Regions from separate parts of the Ovis aries genome. Here region 1 is linked to region 2. The links are chromatin contacts, called in public Hi-C maps. All regions are on one chromosome and are shown on one strand. The core of a region is the stretch at or near the end of the contact, and the rest is flanking DNA. Distances in the headings are between cores, read along the strand shown.

Region 1 (5,398 bases), core at 680-3,179, 52 kb after region 2:
GGGTGCACAGCCGGGTGATGGGCATGCTGCCCAGCAGGACTTCTGTGGGGCCTCCTTATGTGGGCACTACGGAGGCTGGAACAAAAGAAACTGCCTGCTCCAGGGTGCAGGTCCCCCTTACACCTCAGCTACTCACAGCTCGGCTCTGGATATCCCACCGGTGGACAAACAGGCTCTGGAGTCCGAGTCCTAAGTTCGACCTGACAGCGGGGCCTTGGGCAAGTAGACTGGCTCTGAGCTTCAGTTTCCTCTGCTATGAGATGGAGATAAGGTGGTGTGCTTGGCAGGTGGTGGGGTTTAAATACGGTAAGTTACATCCATGCCTTTGTGGAGGGGGGCGCAGAGCAGCTGTTCACTGCAAAGCCACAGGGAAGCTGGCACACTGCGGCAGATGAGGCTGTTGGTGACGACAGTGTGGCCGGCTGCCCGTGACACAGTAGATGGGGCCTCCCTGGGGGCTCTGATGGTAAAGAATCCTCCTGCAATGCGGGAGACCTGGGTTCAATCCCTGGGTCGCAATGATCCCTTGGAGAAGGGAATGGCTACCCACTCCAGTCTTCTTGCCTGGAGAATTCCATGTCCGTGTAGCTCCTACCCCTGCGTGCCCTGCCCATCCTGCCTGCATAGGGGCTCTGGCCGAGGACAGAAGCCTGTCAGGGGCGGGGCTCCTCTGTCTGAGAAGCCCGGAGCACTGCTGCAGCTGATCTAGTCTAGCCCTTTCATTCTGCAGTTTGAGGAAACAGACCCCAGAGAGGAGGCCAAGGAATGTTCTCAATTTGCTCACCTGGTTCCAGCCACCCAAGATCCTCACCCCCCACAGTGCCGCGGTCCTAGCACCCCTCCGCAGTGTCGGGGTGTTAAGGGTGTATGTGTGAGGATAAGCTGGAAAGGTTTCGAGGCTGGGAGGTGGTGGTCACTGGTAGAAGGTGGGGGGAAGGAGTCTACCTTGATGCCTTCATCCCACTTAGGTGAGCAGACAGACCTGCAAGGAAGCCAGCATCCCATGAGCATGCTGCATTCCTTTAGGCAAAGTTTTAACTACCTGCTCCTGTGAGTGGAGTCTTTCCCATTTCTCCCCAGGATTCTCAGAATCAGTTCATCCCTGAAATGAAAAAGCCAGGCAGGTAAAATAAAACAAGCTTCCAAAGGCTTGCTCTAGAGGTGTGGCTGGAAGAGCATTCCTGAATCGTCCCGCCTGGTAAACCTCTGGAGGAGACAGAGGCTGGGAGATGCCCGCAGCTTCCCTCCACTTTGATGAGTGCAGGCAGTGCCGGCTTGAGCAGAGGTCTACCTAGCCCACACACGGGGAGAGCATTCTGAGAACATCGAGCAAACCTGGGTTCCCAGATGCAGCCAACAGGCATCGTTCTGAGTGGGTTTTCTAGGGCTGCAGTCAAGAGCACCTCAGCCAGAGGTTCTGGATTCAGTTGACTTTATTGAGTCCACACAGAGCTGTGGGTGACCTGTGGTGTGTGTAGCCAGGGGTGGCGGCAGCAGAGGACTGTGCCGAGTGCCTTCTTGCCTAGTGTCCAGCAGCCTGGAGGATCTCCAGGGCCAAGGACGCCACTGCGCTGTTGGCTGATGACCTGTGAAAAAAAGCAAAGTAAACATTCAGGCATTTCCAGGGTTAAATGCCCCATCTTCTAAAGGGGCTGGCCTCCTTTTCACCTGAGTACCTGATGAACCAGCTATTTCCCAGAGCTCCCCTAAGCATCATTTTGAAAACCACAGACAGGATCCCCAGGCTCAAGGGGTGGGAGGTGAGGACCTGAAAGCCCACAGTCCCACCGTAGCAAGCCCCCTAAGCGACGCCTGCGCTCCTGGCCCTGCCACCACTTGGCGTTGAGCTGCTTTGGACAGATGCACCGATGCTGAGCTGTGAGGGCAAGTCAGGCAGACGGCAGCCAGGGCCTGACAGCCCAGAGCCCACAAGGAGCCTGCCTGGCGCCAGCCTGCAGCTGACTTGTGCCAGCCAGCAGAGATCCCAGACGCTCCATGGTGCCCCTTCCTGGCCACTCAGCCAGCAACTCTGGATTTCTCGTTCTCATAGGTGCGGATGTGCAGTTAAGGCCTTAACGTGGAATCTTTGTTACTGGAGCAAATTGTCTGAGACACACACTTGGGTCTTAACAACTGTCACCAAAGGAGAGAATGGTGCATGGCAGTGCCCCCTGAAGTGTAAAATTAGCTGGTGGCACACCCCTGACGACATGGTAGGCGAGCTGCTGCCTAGGAGTGGGACTGGGGGCTGCAAAGAAGAGGTGGGGTGCAAGGGGATGGGGCCACGTATTCCTGCTCTGCATGTCAGGGGTCTCTCTGGAAGGAAGGAATGCACTTGAACTGCTCTTGGCTCAGGCCAGGCTACTCCAGTGGAGCCATGAGCCCATCCCACCCACCAGAGTGGCACTGGGTGCCAGTGACCAGCAAGGAGACGCACCCACTGTCAGGGCTGAGGACGCTGCCGTCCCTGGGGATGGACCCACCTGGCCCAGGAGCCACTGTCCACACTTTACACTACAGGGGCCGCCAGGCAAGTTGGGCCGCCATAAAGGCCAGCCTGTCCCTCCCAGTTCCCAGAAAGCACAAGGACGAGAGGCGGGGGAGGCCAGGAGGCGCTGCCCCACCCAGCCCAGGGCTGATGCAGCAGTGCTGGTTGGAGCTGAGCCTGCTCCACACAATCACCATCTCTCCAGTACCTCAACCACGTGTTGTTCTCCAATGAATGCAATACTCAAAACACCAGGGAGCAGATTCCATAGACCCTCGTGATTCTGAAGAAAAACTACCAGCAAAGGCTAGGCACCCCTTAGCAGGTGGGGCCTCGGTGGCCCATCCACCAGGACGGAGGGCGCACAGTGGGCAGTGTCAGGTGGGAGGGTGGTGGTCCCTGGTGTGTAGGGGAAACGAGGAGAGGAAAAAGAAATGGGAGCGTGTTTGCCAAGCCTACTCACCCCCCGGCCGGGGCCAGCCCCTCCAGAGCCTGCAGGAGGCTCTCTGCGCTCTTGAGACTCTCCAGGTGCTTCTCGTTGGAGGTGATCTGCAAGGGAGGAGAGGAGAGCAGTCAGCTGCTCCATCCTGACCCACAGGCCTTTTCGCTGGGCATCCTGAGTCTCTGGCTGCCCATGTTACTGGGCAGTGAGCCCCCAGGTGCTGCTGATCACAGAGGCATCCTTGGAGGTGAGCAGGAGGGAGTTCACTGCAGTTGGACAAGTGCCAGGTCAGGATGGGGTGCTTCCTGTCAGCTCCTTAGGAGGCTGTGTATTCTGGGAGCCTGAACCCTTCAGGGAAAGCAAATCATGGGTGAACAAACTTGCCAGCTGTTGGTTCCACGGCCCTGCTGGCCCTTGTGTCCCAAGCCCAACCCAGCCTCTTTCCTACAGCCAGAAGGGCGATTCTGGGTTCCTGTTGATCTCGGGGGGCTGGGAGAAGGAAGAGACACTAACAGCAGGACCAGGGCAACACCCCTGCCCAGGTTCCCTGGGAAATGTGCCCTTGCCAACTTCCTGGAGAGACAGGAGACACACCCTAAACCCTCAGGGCTGGAAGGGACTCAGAGAGGGGCCACCCCAGCCCCGCTCCCAGAGACTTCCTGATCCAGACCCTGGAGTCCGTGTCCTACGGACAGAGAGGGGAAGGCTTTAGGAATGAACCCAGGCTCTAGCATTAGACTTGTTTCTCTTGATTCATCATCCATGTCCTATTTTTATCTATTATTCTTCAAATATTTTCTGGTAAACACTTTGGTGGCACTTTACATTTCAGCAGACTGCAGTTTCCTGTACATTTTCTCGTGCCTCCCTCTCAGTATCCTCACCTCACAAGGTAAGCGTGTACTGTGCTTTATAGATGAGGTAACAGAGGCTTAGTGAGATGAGGGGCCGCGATGGCAGCACACAGGGAGCTGGACCCTAATCCCACCTGAGGCTGGAACCAGGCTGACCTTGGCTGCTCCCATTGTACTTTTGTCTTCCTACCTGATTGTAGCAACCAGGGCTGGAGAATCATCTCTCCATTTCTTAACCAATCACAGATGCGGACAGGAAGGTCACAGGGGTAATTAGACCTTTCTGTGGCCTCTTAGTTGCATGTGAATGAATCTGAGCCTCCGCGGAGATCCTGTCCCACTTCCTGAGTGTGTAGACACCAGCTGTCAGCTCAGCTGCATCAGATGTAATTTCTGCAAAGATTTGCATCGTAAAAGAGCTGCATGCGAATCCGTTCGGAAATTACACCCAGCTTGATGAGTTCAGAAGGCTGCTGTGGGGTTCAGTAGGTCTGAAGCAAGCACAAACTTAGCCGGAAAGGATCTTCAGCAAGGATTCCCATCTAATTTTTCTCAAAGCTGTGCCTCATACGGTTCAGGTGAGCTACATCCAAACCCGCTGCCCTAAACCTGCTGCCCTGATTAACCCTGCCACACGTCATGTGTAAGAGGCTGAGCCCCACTCGCAAAGAAATAGCAAGGGTACGTTCACTCACGAGCGCTACTTGGAAAGTGCAAATAGAAACCTACGGTGGAAATTATGTGATCAAAGGAAGAGGCCAAAATAGCACCATGTGCAGCTGACATAAAGGCAAGAGGATTGAAAACTATGCATTCTGGCTGCTCACCTAAACTCTTACTAGCACGTCAACTGTTATCCCACCTATAAAGATGGGCCGTCAGCCAAATTTTAAATAATATCAGTCAGAGGTTCTAATTCTGGGAAAGACAGAGAAAACACATGCCGCTCTTCCTGTCCATTTAGAACCGGAACAGAATACACAGAGCAGCTCTCTGAGATCACAGAAAAGTTGGCAGCCCTGGCAGTGGGGACTGAGACCAGAGCACCACTGCTTTCCCGCTGGTGCAGCCCACCTTGACCTCAGCACACCCAAACCCCGGAGGTGAGCACTGAGGAGCAGAGGGGAGGGCTGTGGGAGAAGCCAGGCTTCAGGAAGGGGAGAGGAAAGGTCCAAAAGTTCCAAGAGTGCAGATGAAAGCCCCTTTCCCTTCCCTTGGGTCTCTTCCGCCCCAGGCAGCGGGCAGTTCTGCGGTGGCAGCAACGGGAGCCATCATCCAAAACTCCCCTCTGTTCTCCCAGTGTTTGGCCCAGACATGACAAGTGTGAAAGGGAGTAGTCAGTGGCCAGACAGGAAACAAGAGACCCAGGGAACCAGGAAGTATTAGGGAGGTGACAAGGAAGAGCTTGAGAAAGCTGAAGCTCCAATACTTTGGCCATCCGATGCAAAGAGCCAACTTGTTGGAAAAGACCCTGATGCTGGGAAAGATTCAGGGTAGGAGGAGAAGGGGGTGACAGAGGATCAGAGGGTTGGGTGGCATCATCGACTCACTGGACATGAGTTTATTAGGGTTAAGGTGACAGAGGGTTAGGGTTAGGGTAAATAACAAAGATAA
Region 2 (5,640 bases), core at 2,047-4,546:
AACTACTTAGCCTGTTCAGCTGGAAAGAAATCAAAAGATAACACTGAACCTTGAGATGATGGATTGCAAATCAAAAGCCCCCATCCATAAAGAGCCCACTTGATGAACTGCTAAATGAAAAGGCTGATTCTAATTTTTGTCCAGTCTTTGCAGGCTGTCTGAAAAGAAAAATTTTTGAGCCAGCCTTCTTAGAGAGTTGGCATTCATTGTTTATAAACGTATGGAGTATTATTTCGTCTTACCTTTCTGCGGGGAGGATTCTTCCCAAGGAGATTCAGATTGTCCAGAAGAGACCACACCCTCGTTTCACTGTTTTCTACTGTTTCTCTTTCTTTTCAAGGAGGGCTTATTAACAATCACAATTATACATTCATTTAGGGGTCCTCATCAAAAGGAGCCAAGCATCCATTTCTTTCTGTCTAAAGGAAGCTCATTGTTTTAGCGTTCAATAAATGTTTAATTAGTGGATCTGATAGATTTAACCATCTTGAAAAGTAAACGGGCCTTCTTGACAATGTTGCCTTGATCATCGTTTCCGTCCGAAGTGCAAAAACAATCTGGGCTTTTATTTCTTCGCCTAAAAGGTGATTCAAAGGCATATATTTTAGTGAAGGGACGCTGTACCTTCCTTCAGCTTCCATGGAGCCACTGCTGGGTGTGCCAACGGTCTGATATCATGACAAGCAATATTTTCTCTGCTAAACCAGCTGGAGACCCTTTTGGTTTCTAGGAACACAGCCTGAAATTTAGGACCATTTGTCCTCTGCAGTTTCACAAAATGGATTAATTTACGTCAAACTCAAGTGGCTGGCTTTGGAAGGAAAATGTGTAAGAAGATAACCAAGTATTTTTAATGAATGTATGACCCAAGTTCAGTTGTTAAACATCATTTTTACAAAATCATTTCACCAACTCCTCAGGTATTTTGATGCTTGTATTTCTTGTTGGTTTAATGATAATATTTGTCTTCACTTCAGAGAAGCTATTCATCTCATATTTTTGGTGAGACAATTGGAACAATTTTTATTGGGGGGGAATAAGCAAATAAAAATTCAGAGCAATTTGTTAAATTCAACTAATTTGTCTGAGTGCTAGTTACCCAGTAGTTCTTCAGTACACTTAAATGTGATGTGAAAATAGCTTGCTGCATTGTTGCAAAATTTTACATTTCCTTTACTAACATGTGTTTGCTTAAAGTATTACTAGGGATTTTAAATATTAATTATAAATTTAGATTAAGACATCTAAATTATAGAGAAATGCTTCAATTATTTTGTCATCTAAAAAGAGAAATACGAATATAGGAGAGTTTTTATCTTTTAGATGTCCTAATGGTGTAAATATTTCTTAATCAGTTTTAATGGTGTGCCTTGTTCAGCAAAACAAAAAGCAAAAACTGAACACAGAAAAAGGAAACCTCTGTTAAAAAATTAATATTTATTAGTCATCTGATTTTACATATATGACTTTAATCAACTGCATATATGAAGATTAAAATTGGGGATCAGTACCTGAAAAATGCCATTGATACTTTTAAGTTTATATTAGAAACACTGCTTTGATAAAGTATCTTTTTCTGCTCAATCAGTTCAAATTATGACCAGATGATTAATCACAACCATCCTCTACTCTTAATTCTACAGAACTACTGGCAAAGACACAAATGAGAAAGTCATTGTAGACAATGGGTCTCACTGAACATCATTTGAGTCTGTGGACTTTTTCCACTGCAGGGGCCCACTACAGCTATGGTGCTAGCCAGCAGTTAACATTATCACTGGTATATAATAAAATATAATTAAGATAGGGGGAAAATTGAATTTTTAAAGAACATGTTGGCCCTGAAGCATTAGCTATACCTAAAACTGCACAAGCTACTCCACAATTGAATGAGAGGGTTTCCTGCCGTACCTATGTATAAAGACCTATTGTTTGCATGCATTAATTACAAAGATAAAAGCCTCAAGATAACTTTCACTGTTGCTTTTTGTACTCTCTCCATTGTTTTGGAGGAAAAATAAGCATCCAACAATAGACTAGAGAAAGTGAATCGATCATAATTGTTTCAGCTTTGACAAACACCAAACCTGCTGATTACAATGGAGACATTTCCAAGGGAAAACAAGACCCAACTTCAGCCTATTCAAACGAATTAAAAAATTTTTTTGAAGAATAGAAAATGAGTTTTAAAAAATTAGAAGCTGCTTAATGGATAGCTCTTTCCATGAACAACGAACTTGGATTTCTCAAAGAAGTAATACCCTAGAAATAAACTTAGAATGAAAGAAAAATCCACCACCACCCCCAATATACTGATACTTAGTAGCAAAGTGGAACCAGTTAAAAATGGAAACTGTAAGAATTAACCTAATTGGCAGGGCTGTGGAGCTAGTCCATGTCTATCAGTCATTTGTTCAGTTAGGGACTCCTAAGGACTTGTTGAATTGCGGGCTAGGCGCCTATCCTAACGAGAGTTCGCAGCCTTCACGAGCGGGGAAAGCCGGCGGCTCGGCCGGGTGCTTCATTCCCAGATTCAAGATGAACAGCCGGTAGGGATGCGAGATCCACGACCTGGACCGTGGGGGGCTCTGAGGTGATGTGCGGCTTGGCTGCGAGCCAAGTCCTGCAGAGAGCTTGGGGCCCAGACTGCAACGGCAGCGGAAGCACGAACGCGCCGGGGTCCCCTGACCGGGAGCAGGGCGGCGGCGGCGTCCGGCAGAGTCCAGAGCGGGTGGGCCCAGACCTCAGCTCCGGCATTGCCGCCGCCACCTCGGCCCTGAACTTTCACCCCCCAGGGACGTGTGCCGCCTGCCCCGCAGGGCCGGGGTCCCGATGCCGCCTCCCGCCGGTAGCCGGCAGCGCGCAGCCAGCCTCGCATCTGTTCTCATGGCCCGGGGCATGCGCGAGGCCGGGGCGTCGGGCTCGGGACAGTGGAGAATACCGGTGTCGCCCTCCCTCCAGCCCACCCCGGCTCGCGGAGACCCGCGCCTCCCTGACTCGGACTACCGCGCCCTGGCGGGCCGCCCTCCAGTCCCGCGCGGCGGGGCAGCGCCGGCCTCAACCTGGGAGAGCGCCCGCAGAGCGCGCGGGCGCCCCGCCCCTGCCCCGGGCTGGCGGACCGCGGCGGCGGCGGCGGCGGCGGCGGGCGGCTCCGCGGCGCGGGGACTACTTTCCGCCGCCCGCCCGCGCCCCGCCCCTTGTCCCCGCGCGGCGGAACGCTCCGCGCTGCGCCGCTGGCGGCAGGATACAGTGAATCCTGCGCGACTTATAAGAGCTCCTTGTGCGGCGCCATTTTAAGCCTCTCGGTCTGTGGCAGCCGCGCTAGCCCGGCCCCGGGAGCGAAGAGAGAGGGGAGGCGGAGACGGAGCAAGGTCCGAGGAGCAGCTCCGGTCCCCGTCGAGCCGCCAACGCAGGCCGAGGACGGTCGGACTCCCGCTGCGGGAGGAGCCTGTTCCCCTGAGGTGCTTGGGCGCTCCTTTCCTTACCCGTCTGGGGCTGCTCCCCTTCCCGCTTCGGAGCCAAACTTCGTCGCGGGCGCGCGGTCCCGGCGGCGGCTGGGAGCCGGACCCGGCGCAGCCCGAGGCCCCGGGGTGGGGAGCGGGGAGGGGCGTGTGGGCTGGGGGCGCCGGGGAGGCGGCAGAGGCGGACCGCGCCCGGGGGGCTGAGGGCGGCGGCCGGGCCCGGTTCCGGTCGCGCGGCTCCTTCGGGAGCCCCGGGGGTGCCGCTTTCGGGGAGGGGGCGCCGCGAGGGCGCGTCCGGGAGGTCGGGTGGCCAGCGGGGTGGGCGGGTGGGTGGAGGGGGCTGTGGTTTCCGTCCCGGGCTCAGGCCGCGGCTGAGTTTGGGGGAGGGACCCTGCGCCTCGGGATGCGCCGGGGCCGGGGTGGGGGGCGGGGTGGGGACGGGGGACTCCGCCTTCCCGGCCTCCGCGGGGAGTTGGGGTGCGGGCGCTGGGCCTGGGACGCCACGTGAGGTCCTATCTTTCGTGCTTAAGGACGAATTTTTTCGAGGGTTAATAAGAGGTTAGTGATTTTTAATGGCCTGCCGGTGTGAGTACGCTCGTTTAAATCGGAGCAACTTTAAACCTTAGAGGATCCAAACTGTTAGTGCAGACGGTGTGATGCGCCAGGAGGATTTGCACAGATAAAAATCCCTATCTTGCACCTACATTTTTTTGTACGGTGCAGGTGAGTGAAAGCGGGCGTGCTAGGGAGGTCCTGGGAAAAATAAGGGCGAGGGCGTCTGGCTTACTGTCTCTTAGCAAGTGACCCACAGGACTCAGATTGCGACTGCTTCGAGAATTGTGTGTTCCTGGAGATTCTTTATTCAAATAGTTTCACGGCAACTAAACTTGATTTTGAGAGCGCTTTCCAGCGGGGTGAATTTTCCCCTCGCTACGAAATGGCCCGCAGGAAATTCAAGCTTTGCAACTTCGTTCCGTGTTTTGTCTGGAGAGAGGACTTGGAACTGAGACTTTCAAAGTTCGCTTTTCACAGCCTCCTTCTGAGTCTACTAAACTTGAAAGCTTTGCCAGTCGGGTGTAGTTGTTTGCTTCGTTTTCTTTTCGGTGGTGGAGGGAGCATTGTCTCCTACTTTGTATCTTCCAGACATCTGTGGTCTCCCCCCACCCCCACTCCGGGTTTGTGAGTGGTGAATGAAGGGAGACTGGTCTGCTGGTATGCAGAGGTCGGCAAAAGGAAATCGAGGAGTGGTTTTAGTGAAACGAGAGCTTTGTGTCGTGAATAGTGGTGGCTTAGACTAGACAGCAGCTTGAAGAGACGGCTCGCCTTTGATAAAGTCTGGGCTGCTGTTTTTCAGATGGCTAAGTTGTAAGTATTTTGTCTGGAACTTGGGAAGCCGTTTCATTCTGTCTCTTGGTGTACATTCAGTACCTTCGGCTATCTTCCTGTTAACGTGTTTCCTTAAGAGATACTGGACATAGCTTGACTCTTTTGTTTGTTAATGTTTCTGTTTAATATCTGCTTAGATTAGTGACAAACTTGTTTGGGAGGCATTTTTTTCGGTCTGAACTAAGGCGGCTGCTACATTTATTTTATTTTTACATTCAAGCGCACGAACCTCTTGAGTTTAAAAAAAGGTGCCATTAATGTTTGCGAATATCTTTTCACGAAATTTGATTAATTTGCGTCCAGTATTCATTACTTTGACCTAGTCTTTGTTCTGAAGGCCATGTACAAGGCCCTAAAGTGATTGCAACAGTAACTTGAAAAACTTCCAGGAGCCTATTCTATAGGATTAAAGGAATGCTGAGGCTATTCAAGTCTGAAGTCCTTGAGGGGGAAATTAAAAAACTGTGCTACAAAGTTTAGTATAGCATGTAACTTAGAGTCCTTGAGGAGTTCTAGGCTTGAGATTTTCCCAGAAGCTAGAGCAGCCATTTAAAATTGCTTTCAAGAAAAACCAAATTTTAAAAGGTGACTTAAAAAAAGTAAAACATTTAGTAGTGTTCAAGTGTCAGTGTCCAGCATTTTTCTTTCGAAACATATCCTTTACCAAGATAATCGTGTAGATGATTATGTAGATTCCAATATTAAAACTGAAATCAGATTGAGCTTCTTACTGTTGCTAATGATAAATGGAATAAAATTATCCATATAAATGAAGTTGTATATTTTTCTTTTC

What was found. Hi-C and Micro-C count contacts between places; a contact is called where the count stands out from the background.
Region 1: a Hi-C map of mixed tissues shows a contact between it and region 2, with 2.0 times the contacts expected there. The contact joins the enhancer-like site here to the promoter of CTNNB1 in region 2. A contact is called at or near these places in 3 of 16 Hi-C or Micro-C datasets (mixed tissues, muscle and skin fibroblasts).

What each region holds. Positions count from the first base shown.
Region 1 is chr19:13,873,117-13,878,514 of ARS-UI_Ramb_v3.0, forward strand. ULK4 (unc-51 like kinase 4) reads right to left here. Exons shown (of 38, transcript XM_060402096.1): 37 at 2,952-3,037; 38 at 1,416-1,586. The coding sequence ends at 1,523. Among named protein-coding and RNA genes, the nearest start is that of CTNNB1, 53 kb to the left of the region's middle. Within about 2 kb of position 1,930, at least 8 of the 54 cell types and tissues checked have an H3K27ac peak or open chromatin away from gene starts, as enhancers often do.
Region 2 is chr19:13,819,585-13,825,224 of ARS-UI_Ramb_v3.0, forward strand. It overlaps CTNNB1 (catenin beta 1), which reads left to right and starts at 3,297. Exons shown (of 15, transcript NM_001308590.1): 1 at 3,297-3,461. LOC132658167 (a long non-coding RNA gene) reads left to right here. Exons shown (of 4, transcript XR_009597348.1): 4 at 1-1,075.